2 separate regions of the Mus musculus genome follow, and region 1 is linked to region 2. Evidence: chromatin contacts called from public promoter capture Hi-C data. All regions are on one chromosome and are shown on one strand. Each heading gives the region's core, a stretch centred on a gene start, on an enhancer-like site or on the middle of the called end of the contact. The rest is flanking DNA. Distances are from core to core; before and after follow the strand shown. Region 1 has its middle 12 kb from the start of Gm4278. Region 2 overlaps Lrch1 (leucine-rich repeats and calponin homology (CH) domain containing 1).

What was found. Capture Hi-C pulls out chosen DNA fragments and counts their contacts.
Region 1: a contact with region 2 is called in a promoter capture Hi-C map of liver. The contact joins two enhancer-like sites. A contact is called at or near these places in 14 of 484 Hi-C or Micro-C datasets (the HPC-7 cell line, astrocytes, bone marrow-derived macrophages and 9 more), 5 of 115 datasets of contacts at active chromatin or transcription factors (the HPC-7 cell line, a beta-TC-6 cell line, cardiomyocytes and 2 more) and 4 of 9 other capture datasets (adipose tissue, embryonic stem cells, liver and 1 more).

Annotation. Positions count from the first base shown.
Region 1 is chr14:74,961,179-74,965,648 of GRCm38.p6, reverse strand. No RefSeq gene overlaps it. Among named protein-coding and RNA genes, the nearest start is that of Gm4278, 12 kb to the left of the region's middle. Within about 2 kb of position 2,753, at least 20 of the 459 cell types and tissues checked have an H3K27ac peak or open chromatin away from gene starts, as enhancers often do. A contact at or near this core is called in liver, where this site is marked.
Region 2 is chr14:74,793,516-74,797,996 of GRCm38.p6, reverse strand. It overlaps Lrch1 (leucine-rich repeats and calponin homology (CH) domain containing 1), which reads left to right. Exons shown (of 19, transcript NM_001252132.1): 14 at 1,906-1,959; 15 at 2,628-2,700. Among named protein-coding and RNA genes, the nearest start is that of Gm52135, 23 kb to the left of the region's middle. Within about 2 kb of position 2,651, at least 9 of the 459 cell types and tissues checked have an H3K27ac peak or open chromatin away from gene starts, as enhancers often do. A contact at or near this core is called in liver, where this site is marked.

The DNA.
Region 1 (4,470 bases), core at 1,504-4,003, 170 kb before region 2:
ACAAAACTGACTTTTGACTGAATGCATTTTGAGTCACAGAAACCAGAAGCAGTACTATTATCTACCATCACAGTTCCTTCTTCATGACATAGATATCTAAGATGCTGACTTATCAAGCACCACGAGAATTCTGGCTATGCTATGAGCAGCTGCATTGCCCATGGACAGTGGTGTTTGAGATTGTTGGTTGGGCTGTCAATTCCTTTTCCAATGTGACCATTGCATCAATGCAACCATGTGGGAATTGAATTCTAGAGAGAATAAATGCCATGGCCACAGCAACATAGCTGACAGGCAGAAAGAGGATGTACTTTTTAAATAATACATTGGTTCTGTGGATACAACGCACAGTAGTATTGCTGTGACCTTAGCCTTTTCAAGAACTTTCATCAGAACAACCACCAGCATGGCACAATAAGCCCAAGGTGCATCAGTGACACATTGTATGTTGGCAGTAACCATTGACTCTACTTAAACGTAAGGCCTGCTCAACTGAGGGAAATAATGCCTAGTATTGGGAGTCTAGCCACTAACCCAGGGTTAGTGATACCATGGGTCTTGGAGGAGAACTTTCAACCACTACTTTACTAAACCAATGTAATTCCTAACTGTATTCTAAATAGTTATTCTGGTACATACAGTGTAGCTCTCACCCCTTGCCAAGGCGATCTCTCTTTGCAACAGGGAGACCATTACAGAAAACCACAACCAATCAACTTTACAAAGCAACTCCTCTATCTAAGGCTCAAGGAACATTTCAGAAAAGGGGCAGAAAGATTGTGATAGCCAGAGGGGACCAGAAAGTCTGCTGTGAGATCTTCCAGAAAAGCCAGGAAAACTACACCCATGAAGTTTCAACAATATGGATTCCTAAAGAAGACTTGAACAAAGATGAAACCAATTGATATACTAATATGGAAGGGGGAAATCCCCTCGACAAAAAGCTACAGATGACAGAGGGACACTAAGAGTGGAAAAAATAGTCCTCCCCAGGGAAGAGGCTTCAATTGGTTATCCAATACTAAGTGGTCAACCCTGAAATCACATACATACAAGTAATATTATACAGGCTAAGCAGGCTTTATATTTGTGTGTGTGTATACACACACATACACACACACACATATATATATGTATATACACAAACATATACACATACAGATATAATATATATTTATATCTCTCTATATATACATACAGATATGTGTATCTGTATATATACATATATGTACATGTATATACAATATACACATGTATACAATATGTAATATAATATATAATAATATACATATGTATATAATATTTACATGTACATATATATTAAAGAAATAAAGGCCATGGATTTGAGAGAGAGAAAGGAGAGCATGGTATATGGAAGGGGTTGGAGGGATGAAAGGCAAGGAAAGAAGTGATGTAATTATATTTTACTTTTAAATGTTTATAGTTTATTAATATCTTATATTTTATTTATATGTACACTATTTATTTATATTTAAAAATAGCCCTAGCACTGTAATTTAGACATAGCTGTAGCGTGTGTGATTTTTCCGAGCTTATCTGATCTTGCTTACGGAGTCGAGCTTCTTTTACTCAGAAGAGGAAGAGCCAAGCGGGAAGCCAAAGGGAAGAAAACTAAACTGTAACTTGCAAAGCTGCGTTGTAAGTCAGATTTTCATCACCATTCTCAGTAACTGCACCAGGTCACATGATTCACACATGTTTTATTAAAAAAAAAGAAAAGAAAAAAAGAAAGCCCTGTGGGCTTTTCTCTAAACTTGCTGGGGTTATGTGGAGAGGTGGCTGATGAATGCTTGCCTACCTAATTCACATGGTTAATGACTAAGAAAACAGTCAACTATTAAGAGCCCAATATTTCTCATTTGCATTCAAATTATTTTTCAAGCCAAAAGGAAGTTGGAAGGGAGGCACAAACATCAGCTTGGCCTCCTTTTGGGAGAGCCTACCTCCCAACCCACTCCTTATCCCGTAGGTTTTAAAGTGCCCAGGGTTGAACCCAGGGCCTCACACACTCTACCTCAGAGCCACAAAAAGGCCCCGCCTGAAAAAAAGCTATTGGTTAACTCAGCCATCTGGATCTAATTTTTGTGTGTGTGTAGGAAAAGGCACAGGCAATTTGAAATGGCCAGTGCATGCACTACAACCCAAGGAGTCTCAAGGAACTGAAATCTGTGTGGTTCTCTCGTTTTGCACCATGAGTCTGCACTCCACTGTGGGAATTTCACTTCTTTTGGTCTCACCTCTTCCCCTTCCTGCTCTTCGCTCCCTGTCTCCCGTCAGCACACAAGGTAATCTACAGAATCACATTCCCCATATGATCACGTTCCCCATATGAAGCACGAAAACAGAAAATTGTGGCTGAAAGTGCTAACCATGCAGTTTTCTTTCCCTTGTGCAATCACTGTTTAAACAAAATGGAGATAGTGCTGGACGGAAATCTGGGTAAATCAGTCAACAAAGGTGCCAGAGACGCTCTCGACTCATGAGATTTTTACCATGAAGGTGAATATGAGGTATTTAATCAGAAAAGATCTCTGCCTTTGTGTGAAACATCCACTAGTTCTTGTCAAAGGTAACATTCCAGGTGACTCAAATGCTGTCTAAACACCTGTTTACCATTTACCACAGATTCAGGCAGGAGATCATGTGGGTCACTGGGAAATGAGCCACACACTGGGCAGCCACGCTGTTCATGATTGCTGAGTTCTGTACTCCAGCAAAGGGTGGGTACTCATATCTTGCTGTTGACATAGGGTGTTGGGTCATCAGCCAGATGTCAGGGACACTGGAAAGAGCTTGAATACACATGAATAATCCAACCTCCCAAGTAATTAAGAAAGGCAAGGTAGAGAACCACTTGGGAGTTTGGCCCTAGAAACCTAAGCAGGGGTTCTGAGTATGGAAGTCAGAGCCTGTGGTTTCCTTCCACACATTCACGTTCTATCCACACTCACCCCACGGATGTGAGGGCTGAGATGAGATCTGGCTGCTACTGTTCCCTCTGTGTGATAATCCAGTGTCAGAGAGGCCCAAAGAGTCAAAACTTGCTGTATATAATATTTTCAGAGATTTTCTCATGGAATTGAATGCCTTCAAGTTTTCCTCCCTCTCTCCCTCCCTCCCTCCCTTCCTTTCTCCCTCCCTTTTTTTCCTTCTTTGTTTGTTTTTGAGAACCTTAGTATGCAGTGTGGTCAGTGACAGTATCTGACCAGCCTTGAGGGTTCAGAGAAACTCCAATACCTTTGAAATTTTTGTACATAGCTCTCTGTGTAGAAGTTAAGATGAATTTTTATATATGCCTCAGTACAGGGGAACTCCAGGGCCAAGAAGTGGGAGTGGGTGGGTGGGGGAGTGGGTGGGGGAGCGTGTAGGGGACTTTTGGGATAGCATTGGAAATATAAATGAAATAAATACCTAATTTTTTAAAAAGATGAATTTTTATGAGGAGAGGGTATACATTTTTCTTTTTCAAATCTCAAACGACTCGCCATGCTGAAATATTCTGTACCACAGGTCTAGAGGAAGCCAGTCCAGAAAGGCCAACACATGAAGTGGGATCTAGCTCACCCAGAGCCTTCTCTTGGGTCTCGCTTTGTCCAAGACATACAGTTACAGTCAAGAGTCAAGTAGGCAAACTATCTGAGGTCCCTTGGACCAGCTGGAACCATAGCCTATAGCTAGCAGCACCGAGGCCAAACCTCTCCAGTGACGCCACACTGGGAGGAAAACAGAACTGAACTGAAGGGAAGCAGCAGCAAATCTCAGCATGGCAGGTAATTGCACGGGCAATGACTTCCACCCCCAAGAGGATGGTGCTGGTTAGTTTTCATCAACTAGACACAAACTAGAGTCACCTGAAGAGGGACCTTCAGTTGAGAAACTGCCTTATCAGATGGCATATAGGCATGTCTGAAGGGGCATTTTTCTCAATGATCGATGTAGGAAGGCCCAGCTGACCCTGGGTTGTGCTACCCCTAGGCAGGTAGTCCTGAACTGTCTCCTGAGAGGCTCTGCCAGAGCCTGACAAACACAGAGGTGGATGCTCACAGCCAATCATTGGACTGAGTGTGGGTCCCCGATGGAGAAATTGGAGAAGGGACTGAAGGAGCTGAGGGGGTTTGCATCCCCAATGGAGGGGAGCAACAGTTTCAACTGGCCAGATCCCCTGGAGCTCCCAGAGACTGGACCACCAACCAAAGAGTACACGTGGAGGGACCCATGGCTCTGGCCGCATATGTGGTCTTGTTGGACATCACTGGGAGGAGAGGCCCTTGGTCCTGTGGGGGTTCGATGCCCCAGTGTAGGGAAATTCCAGGGAGGAAGGCAGGAGTGGGTGGGTGGGAAAACAGTTTCATAAGGCAGGGGGAGTAGGCATGGGATAGAGGGTTTCCAGAGGGGAGACCTGGAAAGGGGATAACATTTGAAATGTAAATATTGAAATGTAAATGAAAA
Region 2 (4,481 bases), core at 1,402-3,901:
TTTCATTGGGATCCCTGCCCAAGCCAGGTGCTCAAGCCCGCCCCCTGGAAGCAGTAGCTGCACTCACTTCAACCTCCTATTCTGCCCAGGCCGAGGCAGGGGCAGCCTGTGTGGCTGGGGATGGTGTAATTCTGCCATTGAGGCCGGAGGATTCCAGTTTCAGGGTGAACCTGGACTGCCTAGTGAGACCCTGTGGAGAAACAGCACTTACTTGTTTCCAAGATTGCCAGAGCACAAGGAAGGAAACGAAGCTTCTAGGGGTCAGAGGTTCCCGAACTCCTCTCCGTTCAGCTGCCGGTGCTCTCTGTCAGGTTACAGTGCTGTAAGCTTGTCTCCCTTTGCTTTGGTGAGTAACCATGCTTGCGTAAGGCATTCTTGTCTACCCTCTCAAGGGAGCTTTGGACCCATGACAGGCTTTCAAAAGGAAGGGATGGACAGCCAGCCTGATGCAAAAAGGAAGTCATGTGATGAAGGAAAAGGAAATAAGTTGTGGCTTCTCTAGGTCCCTGGTCTCACTTGTTATTTGGTCACACATCGACACACCCTTTCTCCAGACCGACAGTTGGTTGCCTACTTGTGCAGGGTGTGGCTTTTTTTTTGTTGTGGAGGACGGATCGTGAGACCCATAAAGTAGCAAAATGGTTGAGTGAACAGAAGATGTTGGTACTGGTAACATTTCTAGTGGGTTGCCATCCTGAGTTGTTTGCTGTGTTCTTCCGGAAAGGATAGAGTGTATAACAAGGCATGAGGACAGCTTAGTTTGTGGACCTGCAAGGGAGCACGGGTAGCCCGGGAAGATTGAGCACAGTGTGTTACCACCACTGAGAGGGGAGGCAGAGGTTGTAGAGGGTCTGCCTGCATGTCATGTGACCTGCCTTAAACATAGTTTAGAAGACTGGCCACATGAAGTTATGTACCATAGGTGTCCACAAGGTGAGAACGCACCTCCCTTGCTTGTAAATAGTACTGAGGAGAGGAGTTTGTGAGGACAATGGGGAGAGTTGGTAGAAGTCTAGTTGGCTCTCCTAAGAAGGCCCTTTAATTGAGTAGGGACATGAATGACATTTTATTCTACATGCATTTCCCTTGGGTTCATTTTAAATAGCACTCCTCCACACAATGGGCACCTTAGATTTACACTTTTATGGTGGCATATATGCAGGTGTTTATTAGCTATCCCCAAACTTTTTATTTTTATTTTGTTTTATTTTTTGTTTGTTTTTTGAGACAGGGTTTCTCTGTATAGTCCTGGCTGTTCTGGAACTCACTTTGTAGACCAGGCTGGCCTTGAACTCAGAAATCCACCTGCCTCTGCCTCCCAAGTGCTGGGATTAAAGGCGGACGCCACCACACCCAGCTCTTTTTTTTTTTTGCAAATTTTTTATTTATTAGAGTGTATATGTTAAGTCATGCTTGGTTCCTTAACAGCTCTCTTAACCAGTGACTGCCAAAGCAGACTGATAATAAACAGGTCACGTGAATGAGGTTTTTCAAGGTTGCTCAGGGTTCAAGCGTGTGTACCTACTGAAAATTTCTGTATATTTTGGAACTACTAGTTTGGACCATTTCTAAAAACCCATAATTCAAATAGAGAAAGGAGCCAGGAGACAGTTTGGTTACTTGGCCAGGTAAGATGCGCTCATAGCTACTGGGGAAAGATCCCTGTTTGGGGGCTCTCATGTTAATCTGTGCTAGTCTTTAGATTTTTCTCAATGGATACAAGCTGCGTAGTTTTAGAAAATAGAAGGATGACCTTCTTAGCTACTTAACCATGAATTAATTCAACATTTGCTAGTTAGTGTGTGCTTCTGGGCCAGGGCTATGGCAGCAATAAAAAAAAGATGTAGTCCTTGCCTCCTCTTTCTCCAAATCTAATGGAACGTATACATTTCTCTCTCCCTTAAGGTGCAAAATGATCTAATGTTACAGAGTAATGGAAGCCAGTATTCTCCCAATGAGGTAAGCTTCCTGAGGGTTAATGGCAGCTGAGGTATTCCATGGAGACCAAACTGAACCATTGGTCCCAGAGTTGGATAGTCTGACTCCGGGATTAAAGAGTTAATGGGACTGTCTCTGGGGTCTCTCGATAGTTGTCACTCACTGTCACAAAATCACTTGGCTCTATACATCACTAAAGATTAATTCTGTGAGAAATGGCCTTTGAGATCTAGGGGTGGGATGTCTTTATGGAAAACGGCAGATGATCATTCAGATGACATTTCCTCAGTTGCTACCCAAGATGGTTCGATGCGCAGTTTCTGCGTGATGAGCTGCATGCTCAGTGTTAGCCGTGTGTCTCCGTGTTACAGAGGCTCCGTTAGACGTGCTCTTTGGCGTGCCTGCCCGTCTGCAGTCAGATGTGTCCAATGAGAGGCAGATCACGGCTTTGTGTCACTGCAAGATGATTTTGTAGTGAGCAAATAAAGACTTCAATGCAACAACAAAAAGAATACCGGAAAACATTCTATTGACCACCTCTTAGAGTATTTACAAAATGTCTTTTTTAAAAAGCCAAGCTGTCATCCATCACAAGGCAGCCATAGCAAAAGCAGAGTCATTTTATAACAATCACTAACCATACAAGTCCATCTGCTTCTTCATTTCCCAATTGTTTTCTCACCCCACAGATACGAGAGAACTCCCCTTCAGTGTCTCCTACTGCAAACATCACAGCTCCGTTTGGCCTGAAGCCTCGTTCAGGTACGTTGACCTCAGTAACTAAAGTAACTAAAATGATTTCTCTTTGGCCTTTCAAACTTATTCGTGAGTAATATGAGCTTTGCCAGTTCTAGTCGGCTGGGGTCCTGGCATCAGAATAGCAGCAGCTTGGTGAGGTCGGGTGATAACGTTATGCTATTGTGAGGTCTGTGCTTCCAGGACTGGGCAGCTCGCCCTCTTCTGAATCACAGCAAAGAAAAGTGGCAAAGGGCAATGTAAGTAGGGAAGGAATACTCCCTTCCAGCTTTTAACCCGTGGGAATAAACCGGCTCCGCTTTACCCCAAAGGTTCCTGGTGCCCTGAGGAGGTACAGGGCAGCCTGCAGGCAGAGTCCTCCCCAAGACGACCCCAGTTGCTTTCCAGGCATGGTAAGGGCTCTGCATTGACTCACACAAGAGGGTGAGCACTTTAAGGCTTGTATGAGTGGTTAGGAGTCGGGGAAACTTCTTAGAAAGGAAAACACCTTACTTTTTGACCTACTTGGTTGTAGTTTGTGTTACCATATTGACAAAGTTAATGTTAGCAAAGTGCAAAGTTACTTTTAATTTTTTAAAAAAGGGCCCCAGGTAGAAAAATACATTTCTTTCCACATTTCCAGTTTTGGTGCTAAATGCCTTCTTTTGGGACCTTGTTTGTTTGTGCTTTTTTGTTCCTCTCAGACTTACTATATTTACCACGAATGCTTTTAAATAGTTCTTACAAGGGCCCTGGACACACACAAGCACACCTGGTAGAAAACACAGGTGATCTTGGATTTGAGGCAAAGCATTTTGACAACAGTATGAGCGTTACCCATTTCTGGCTTGAATAAACATCGCTAGGGGAAAAACAGAGATGATTCGTTTTATAGGGGAGATGGTTTGTTCTTGGAAGACATTGATTGATGGGCACACGTGGCCAAGTGTGGAGGTGTCCTGGCCGTTAGAATAGAATAAGAGAAAATAAACAGTTGGGAAATGGCTTTAGTATGATCAGAGTTTCTAGATCTTTCCTGTCTTGTTTTTTTCAGTCCTAGGAATTAAACCCAGGCCCTTACACGTGTCAGGGCCGTGCACTACCACTGAGCGGTATCTCTAGCCCTAGAGAATGTTACAGATAGGAAGGGTGAGGATGAGATCGTAGAAAACTCAAGTGACTGGCCCCCTAATGTAAGGAAGTGGGCGTATACAGACAAATCTGGGGTACACCTCAATTATGCCCATAATCCGAGCTCTGTTCTGGGAGAAATGGAGGTCACTGCTATTATACCCCCCTGCCTCGTGGCTGGCGACAGTTCTCTCGCAAGCCACTGGACAGTTCTGCAGCATTTCAAAATGTCTCATAACTGAAATCAAAACGTGAGTGAGAGTCTGCAAAGATTAATAGCCCTTTGAGTGTTAGACTTTTACAATTAAGTTGTAAAATGGATCCACAGACTTTTAATGCATCTATAGAGCCTAAACCAAGCTTACCAAGTTAGAGATTGCCTTGAACCTGCAGTGTACACCATTCAGGTTCTGTGGAGAGATGAAAAAGAGAGTATTTAGTTACTGTCTCAGTTCTGTAAAAGCATTAAAATACACAATTCCTCTATAGTCATTTTGTTTCTAAATATCAGATGCATGTATACATTTTGAGTGTTGTCTAATGTGACCCAGGAGTTCTGGGTGAATTGTGCAATTATGTCAGCTGACTAGTTGTTAAAAGGGGTTGGCAAAGGGTATCTGTGGGCCTTTCTGCTTTCCGCTGCCTGAATGACCAAGTTCTTTCCTTCTGCTGCCATG